Linked DNA regions of Callithrix jacchus: region 1 is linked to region 2. Evidence: chromatin contacts called from public Hi-C data. All regions are on one chromosome and are shown on one strand. Each heading gives the region's core, a stretch centred on a gene start, on an enhancer-like site or on the middle of the called end of the contact. The rest is flanking DNA. Distances are from core to core; before and after follow the strand shown.

Evidence for each region. Hi-C and Micro-C count contacts between places; a contact is called where the count stands out from the background.
Region 1: a contact with region 2 is called in a Hi-C map of skeletal muscle, with 11 times the contacts expected there. The contact joins two enhancer-like sites. A contact is called at or near these places in 3 of 3 Hi-C or Micro-C datasets (induced pluripotent stem cells and skeletal muscle).

What each region holds. Positions count from the first base shown.
Region 1 is chr9:18,601,930-18,605,998 of calJac240_pri, forward strand. No RefSeq gene overlaps it. Among named protein-coding and RNA genes, the nearest start is that of KCNA5, 47 kb to the right of the region's middle. Within about 2 kb of position 2,227, at least 5 of the 16 cell types and tissues checked have an H3K27ac peak or open chromatin away from gene starts, as enhancers often do.
Region 2 is chr9:18,447,448-18,451,505 of calJac240_pri, forward strand. The region is part of intron 1 of LOC128928525 (a long non-coding RNA gene); the gene reads right to left. Among named protein-coding and RNA genes, the nearest start is that of KCNA6, 46 kb to the left of the region's middle. Within about 2 kb of position 2,069, at least 2 of the 16 cell types and tissues checked have an H3K27ac peak or open chromatin away from gene starts, as enhancers often do.

The DNA of each region.
Region 1 (4,069 bases), core at 977-3,476, 150 kb after region 2:
GTGCTAGGTCTTCCAGCAGTAACAGATATGTGGGGGAGGAGGGATTATTCTTTCCCTCTTGAATCTTGAATCCAAGAGACTTGTGTTTGTTGCAAAGAAAGGCCATGATGCCTTTGTCCCAAGGACTTCACATGACATTAAATAGCTACCTGAACTGACAGGCGCACCTCGTACAAACTGAACCACTGCCACCGCTCTTGCTTCCCTGAGAACCCCTCCCTGCACAGGCTCCTGGCCAGCAGAATCCCTGACACCCACAGGCCTTCCTGGGCACAACTGAGGCTTGTTACTGTTAGAGTCCTCTTCTGATCACCTGCTGGATACACTCAGCCTTGACATGGCTTCTACTTTGCTTGTGACAATGGTGCACAACTCAGCCTCCTTTCTCCAGTGAAGCCACCCATTCTTAAAGAGTGTCCAAAGTTGTATTGTAGCTCGCTGTCTGTCTTCCCTCCTGTAGCCTCCCACAGCCTTCTTCAAAACTCTATTGGAAAAAAATCCTATCTCTTCTACATCTCCCAGATGGTTTGGAGCATTGTTGCTTAAAGGAATGAGCCCCAACTTTGGGGAAAGACAAGCGTCCTTTTGAAGCACAGGTTGGCCACTTGCTAGCTGTGTGACTTTGAGTGTGTAACTTGACCTCTCTGAGCTTCAACTTCTTCTTCTGTGACAGAGGATTGATGTGAATATTACAAGGTGACATAGCCAAAGCATCTAGCATTGTGTCTGGCACATGGTGGGGAGCTGTTATTTTTAATGCACCCCTTTCATTTTCTGATACACGCATAGCTTACACTAGCACAAAGTTAATTTAGCTTGTTCTACCAGTTTATGGATGTGTGCTGTGAGCCAACACTTTGTTAGTCACCTTCAGTAGGGGCTATCTCATTCAATCCTCCCAACTCTTCCTGTGATGTCGATGATATTTTCTCCAATTTCTAGATAGAATAACTGAAGCTGGAGATCAGGAATGTGAAAATGGGTTCTCCAAGGACTCTGCTAGCAACTTTCCACCCCCTTCCACATCTGCATCATGTTTATTTGCTTATCTCAAGAAAGATGACACAAATGAGAAGACACAAGCCCTGTCCTCAGAGAGCCCAGAGTCTAGGAAAGCCAAGAATGTCAGCAAGAACTCTAACCAAGCTTCAGGGAAAACAGACTCAGGCCCCTGTGGGCTGATTGGGCATAGCAGTGTACAGCAGGTAGTGGGGCAGTGGAGAAGGTGTGGGCCTGGATCCTCCAAGTGGAGCTTCATATAGCCTTGGACGACATGGGCACTAGAATGGAAGGAAGTGGACCAAGAATCAAGGCCAGGAGAATTCCATAAGGAGAGCCAAATGCAGCCTTTTAAAAATTAGGGCCACAGTGCAGAGAAGGAGGAGGAAGAGGGGAAAGGTGTGAGGGAGAAACCAATACCCTGACTATATTGGCAAGAAGCTGGCAGTTCTGTTAAGTGACCCAGAGGATCCTGGTGACAAAGCGAAGTGGCAGTTTGGAGAAGTAAAAAAAAAAAAACAAAACCAAACCATGGGCTCTGGGCCTGACTTCAAGTCCTGCTGTTGGTGTCGGCCATCCACTCATGGACAAGTCACTTACTTCTCGGCCTCTATCTCCTCTCCTCGACCACTGGGTAACGGTACCCACCTTGCAGGTCAGTGAGAAAGAAAGGGAGCTTGCTTCGGGGTGACCTTCGTCCTTTCCGGAGCTGTGGGATCCAGCCAGGGGTAGTGTTCCTCTACTGAGACCTGACGCAGTTCCGACCCAGTTAAGAAGTATAAACTATAGCCAACTTTGTATCCCTTTCCTGTTGTTTTTTTGTTTGTTTGTTTTAAATATTAGAAGAATCCTTGAAGTGGGCGTCTCATTCTTTGAATGATAAACTGAGGCAAAATCAAGAGTACCAATGGCCTTTATCTCACATTGAGTAGGAATCGGAGCCCTGGGATGCAGCCTTCCTGCTCCAGACCTGAGAGCTTTGCATCCCAGTGTTCCTGAGAACCCCCTGGGGCCTAGTGAGAGCAGGTTCTTTGAATCCCCACAGAGGAGGGCACAGGTCTGGAATGGGACCGGAGTCCTCATTGCTCACAAGTGCTCCAGGGTCTTCTGACCCAGGGGGCCCAGGGACCACAGTTGAGAGCCTTTGCCTTAGACCCCATATGCTCCTCCTTCCTCTGCGGTCCTTCCTCTCTCATGGCGCAGAGCATCTTTCATGGACGCTCTCTTTTTCTGTGCTGCCCAGGCTCCTGGCCCCAGCATGTTCTAGTGGCACTCTCTGAAAACCCCTTCTCTGGCTGTCCTGCAGTCATCTTTGCATTCTGTCATGGCCAGAGCTGGCTAATGGATGGGGTCCAGGCTAGTGAGCTGCCCTCATTGCCAAGAGGGAACCCTTGGAGGGCTCGTGGGCAGCTGAGCCGGGCACTCTGGATCTTGCCCTTCTCTTCTCTCCCTCTCCCACGGAGAAGTGTTTGGGGCAAGGCTGAGCCAGAACTTCGCTGGAACTTCTCTGCTGAGCATGACTTGGCCGCCCTCTTTCCTCGAGCCTTCCGCTTCGGGGCGCTAATCTCACTTCCTCTCACATTAATATCCCAGTCTCTTGCCTCCCCTGGGCTCTCTTGCTCTTTCTCCCGATCTCCTGTCTGATCTCACCCCACTGCGATCTCCAGCACCCAGACTGCCAGAATGGAGCTGGGAGGTAGTGACTAATGTGCTTGGAGGTGAGTCATCTGCTAAATATAAAAACCCACTCACATCCCTGGATGAAAAGATTCTGAGAGGCTCCGCGTCCTTCCCCCCAATCCACCCTTCCTCAGGGGACTGAGAGAAGTTTATTCGTGAACAGAAAACAGATGCCAAGGAGCAGCCACAGCAGCAGCATCTCCTTGCCCTTAGCTCCCTCCTGCAGATCTCTAAAGGCAGGAATTTCCCTGTCTCTCCAGTTGCTCTAGAGGGAAGGAGTCGGGTTGGGAAGACTGTGGCTCCTGTCCTCTGTGGAGTTATGAAGGAAGCAAAATTGATCTTCAGGACTTCTTCCTGTCTTCCTTCTGCCCCCTTTCTTGTGCGATAGACCCCAGACCACGTAGCCTCCTGCAAATGTAAAGATGAGCCTTTTAAATACATTGCTATCTTGCAGGCCTTGGGCATGCCTCACCATACGCGATTGAATTGATGGATTTCAGGTGTGGCCTTACCTTTGGACAGGTGCCTCCCTTAGGGTCATTCAGTTCCCACTACAGAGAGTGCATCTTGCTGGGCCTGACTGCTGTGAGTCTTTGTTCCCCTTGGAATAGGGGTCCTTTATGCATGCATGCGTGTGTGTGTGTATGTGTGTGTGTGTGTGTGTGTGTGTGTGTGAAGTATCACATATAGATTTGTTTGTATTTTATTTTTTATTTTTGTGTGTACGTAGTTGGTGTATATGTTTATGGAGTAAACGTATACGTAGTGTTCACAACAGGGTAAAATGGGATATCCATCACCTGAAGCATTTATCCTTTGTGTTACAAACAATCTAATTATACTCTTTTAGTTACAATTAAATCAATATTGACTATTATCACTCCGTTGTGGTATCAAATACTAGATCTTATTTGTTCTTTCTGTTTTCTGTACCCAGTAACTATTCCCACTTTTCCTTTGGCACCCAACCGCAGGACTTGAAGTCTGAAAGGCTGAGTTCTAGTCCTCAGATAGGAGCTAACTTCCTCTGTGACGTCAGACAGTGTCTTTACCTCTCTGGGCTTCATTCTCCTAAAATCTGTTTGTAATGGAGTCTTACTAAATGCTCTTGGAGGTCCAGCCCATCCCTTTCTGTGATCACCACATACCCTTTGCTTACATAGACGGTGGTCTGAAGGTCTCTGTCTGGGGAAGGAACACAGGTGGACTCCCTGGCCATGTGCCTCATATGTATGTGCCTTACATGCATGTGATGTGGGGAAAATGCCAACCGATGGCCTGACAGGCATTTACTCTCACTTCCGTGGTGCAGGCACTTCAGGGTAGGCAGTGAAAACGCGGTTTCCACCTTCAAGGACTGTGATCTGAAATCAAATGGCACATTTTCTCA
Region 2 (4,058 bases), core at 819-3,318:
GCAGAGGCTGGATGACGCGGGGTCCGTTTGCTCTGTGGAGGGAAATTATCTGTAGGGACCAGGAGATGACACAGCAAAGAGATCAGGTATCTTTTGGAAAAATGATTTTCCAGGTCAAATTAAACACCACTTGCTCACAGATTTCCTGCAATGTCACCAGGCTAAGAATGAGGCTGAATTATTTTCAATGACTCCCTGAAGTGAGGAGGCACTTCATTAGATCTGAAGTGAGGAGGGGAGGCATGGAAAGGTGATCTTGCACACAACCCTTTTTCCTCCAGTGTCAGTCTTCCACTCAGGGACTCGGTTTCCCTGTCTGGCAAGCAGGAAGTTGATTTCGGTGATCTCCAAGTTTCCTCCTGCAACAGACAGTGGTATGTTCACTTTTTCTTCCTGTGTTATGGGTCATTTGTCACCAACTTGCTACTTTCTGCAGTTTGAATAGTATCAAAAGTGGCCCTATCCCCCACATAAGCAAGCAATTTAAAAAAAAAAAACAACACCGGTTAAAATAAAATGAGATTGCCTCTTAGAACCAGTCGACTCATCAAAATGAGGCTGAGCCCTTCTGAGCTCAACAATGTTGACAGTAACTGATGCACAGCACTGGCTGGAAAAGTGCAAGTGCAGGGCTAAGGTTTACATTTCCTGTGTCAACAGTCACTCGCCTGCTGTCTGGTTTCTTTTTTCATCCTGCTTACTTTGTGCCGGCCAGGCCAGTGCCAGCTCGTGGCGCTCTGTGAGGCCGCCTTCCTATTGGTGACAGAGTCCTTGCTGCTCCTAATTTCCCGGTACTGCTTCATCTCTTGGACATGCTTCAGTGACTCTGTTCCAAGGTGGGTTTAGATGGCAAAGTGGATGACAATGGGAGGGGGTAGAGGAATCTCCTTAGAGACAAACCTGGGAGAAAGCATTTCTCATTCCAATCCACAATGGGTGGGGTAGGGGACTCTCCTTAGAGACAAACCTGGGAGAAAGCATTTCTCATTCCAATCCACAATGGGAGGGGTAGGGGAATCTCCTTAGAGACAAACCTGGGAGAAAGCATTTCTCATTCCAATCCACAATGGGAGGGGTAGGGGAATCTCCTTAGAGACAAACCTGGGAGAAAGCATTTCTCATTCCAATCCACACATAATCGTATTGTTATTCCACACCATGTATGGATCCACTATACGTATCCAATATTATTCCAATCGAGAACATAATTGCATCATTGCATAATTACAATATTGCATATTGCTTGGGACAAGGAAGAAGTATCTTTCAGTTTCTTTTTGTTCTGCTCTTAAACAGGAGAAGTTGCCGGTGATTAACAGGAACAAAATGCCAGGGCATGCTTTGCGTAGGTCAGTCCTCATTCTTCCTGGTGGATCAGAATCAGCTGGAGAACCTATCAAAATGCAGACTCCTGGGCTCCGAAACTCCGAATCAGAGGCCGGAGAATTTGCATTTCTATCAAGCTCTCAGGCGATGCTGAATGCGTAGCTCAGGGACCACACTTTGAGTAGCACCGGCCTGGAACACAGTGATACCAGGTCTTGGTCTCCATCCGCTGCAGTAAACACTACGCAGATAACCACCTGGGGGCTTTTGCCCCCAGTCAATGCAATAGAAGCACGCGCTGCTAGGTCTCCAAGGAAACGGGGACCGTGTCTTCTCCCGCTGTTAGTTAATGAGAGTGTGGTTGTAACTAAACTGCTGGCTAATTACCACGATGTGGGAAGCGTCCCAGGTCGGCTCTGTGAGCTTCTGCCGCTAGGGGGACCCAGGGCTATTTCTGCACAGGCCCCGGGGTGTGAGAAGAGGAAAAGTACTGAAAAGAGTGAGCGAAGCCGCTGAGAAAACACTGCACCACTGCACAGGCCCCCGCACAGCGCTGCCGTCTTGATGTGCACAGACACCGTCGAGAACCAGGGCTTGGCAGCGAGGGGGGATGGTTTCTTTTCTAAGTCGTTTGGTTTTCCTCCCTTTCTTTAAAGCACATTCACGGATGAGAAGCAGAAAGGGTCGCTATCCTGGCTTTGCAGATGGAATGAGCTCAGGAGAGAGGGCAAGGAGCTGGGGAAGATGCCAGCAGGGGAGGGCTGGGCTGGCAGGACCCAAACGTTCCTTGCCCAGGAGGGTCTTGGAGGAAAGGGGAGGCGGGTCTGGGGGTTTGGACTGGCCAGCTTCTGGCCGGGTCTCTGTCAACCCTGAATGTGGTGGCATAGATCAGGATGAGCTCCCTTGGGGTGGGGAAGGCAGAGGAATTCCTAAGGAAGAAAAAGACAGAAAAGCAGGTTTTGAAGTTAAGAAGACAAAATGACTGAGAGGGTATTTTCCCTGCCCTGAACTTGCAGAGAAGTATGGGTCATGAACTCTGGTGAGTGCCACCGCACACCCTGTTAACCGCCGTCTTCTGGGGACAGGCATATTGTGACCACCACAGAGGGCAGCACAGCAGCCACAGCGCCTGCTGAGCAGGAACGTGTGCCCTAACCTGCCGCGGTGTCCTGGCCCCTTCCCCTCTCATCACTCCCTTTTTCCCCTACAGCTTTGGAAACTGCTTCGTCCCTAACAAATGATCTGGCAGTCCCTAAAAACCACTTTGTTCCCTTTCTTGGCATGGCGGTGACCTTCTAATGCTTTTGGAGATAAGATAGGAGTCCAGGTGATGTTGGAATCCATGGTGGGCTGCCTATGTAATTATTTGAGGAACAAATTTCCATTGTGTGTGTGTGTGTGTGTGGGTCTTTGTGGGCATGTGGCTGTACACTTCAGTGGCAAATTATGATAACAAAACACTAGCTATCAAAATTTAGTTTGGGGATTTGGTGTAGAGTTCCACCCCACAACGATCTCATTCCCTTACTCACACTTGCTCGTCCCTGTGACCAACACATGCAGCTCCCTGTTCAGAGGGCGCCTACCGCAGCTGAAATGAGGCACCGGGAGTTCCTCCTTCTCAAGCTGCAGCCTGACTTTTCTCCAGGTTGCGGTGACAGCTTTTCGGCAAGTGCAAAACAAGCAGACCCTGTCCTTCGGAATTGAAAATGAAAAGTGTGTGTGCGTGTGTGTACGTACCCTTTCCGTATGCCTTAAAACATGTTTAGCAGGTAAAATTATGTCTCTCTGCTATTCTCTCACTGCCAGCACAGAAAGGATCCCACACAAAGAAGTCCGCAGGGTTCTGCTTCTCCTGCACTCAAGGCCTGGATAGGAATTCTGACTTTCCGAGTGACCGTTCCCAGAGGGCTTCTTTGCACCTCAGCTGAGTGCAGATGCAGGAGCTCTTCAAGACAGAGCAACTCCTTCACCCCTTAGTCATTCCGAGCTGTTTGGCTCAGAGGCACGCTCAGCATCAGATCTGGTCCTGACTCCAGCTTCCACTGAGTGCACTTCTTTAGGGCAGTGCACCCATGCCTGGGGGCCTCTCCATCCCCGGACCCCAGTGGCCACTCTGCACGGCTCCTATTTCCAACCCGGGATCTGCTGCTCCCTGCTGCTGCCTTGAGCACTGCCCGGCTGCTTGGACCAGGCAGGGCCCAGTGACCACAAGTCAGGGAATGTAGAGAGATGTTTGCCACAGATTGCGATCCTGATCCTTCCCCTGTCCTTGAAGGACCCCCTCCTCCCCTCTCTCCCTCGCAGCCTTCTCCAGGGCTGGAACTGACCCGGAACATCAGAGATAGGAAAGTCACTGCTCCAGTTGAATTTTGCTGCAGTTTCTTTTTTTCTCCCTTAGAGGCTGAGAGCTATTTTTAGCCAGGGACTTTTTTTTTTTTTTTTTTTTTTTTTTTTTGCAGGGGATCCACAGTCTATTTTAAAGGCCCTACGGAGGCCAAATCATTCAGTGTTTCTCACAGGGACTTCAGAGAGAGTTAGGTGGGGCAGGCCAGGGCGGTGGGGATGGTGGCACCTTCCTGAGGATGAGAGGGTATCAGGAGAGCCCTGGGGAAGGTTGGGAGAAGCCCGGTCCCCAGGCAGGTCAGATGGGCTGCTTTCTCATGCTGGAGAGCACAGTAAGAACCCACCATGCTCCTCCCTCCAATCATCCCAGGCTTCGGAGCCAGAGC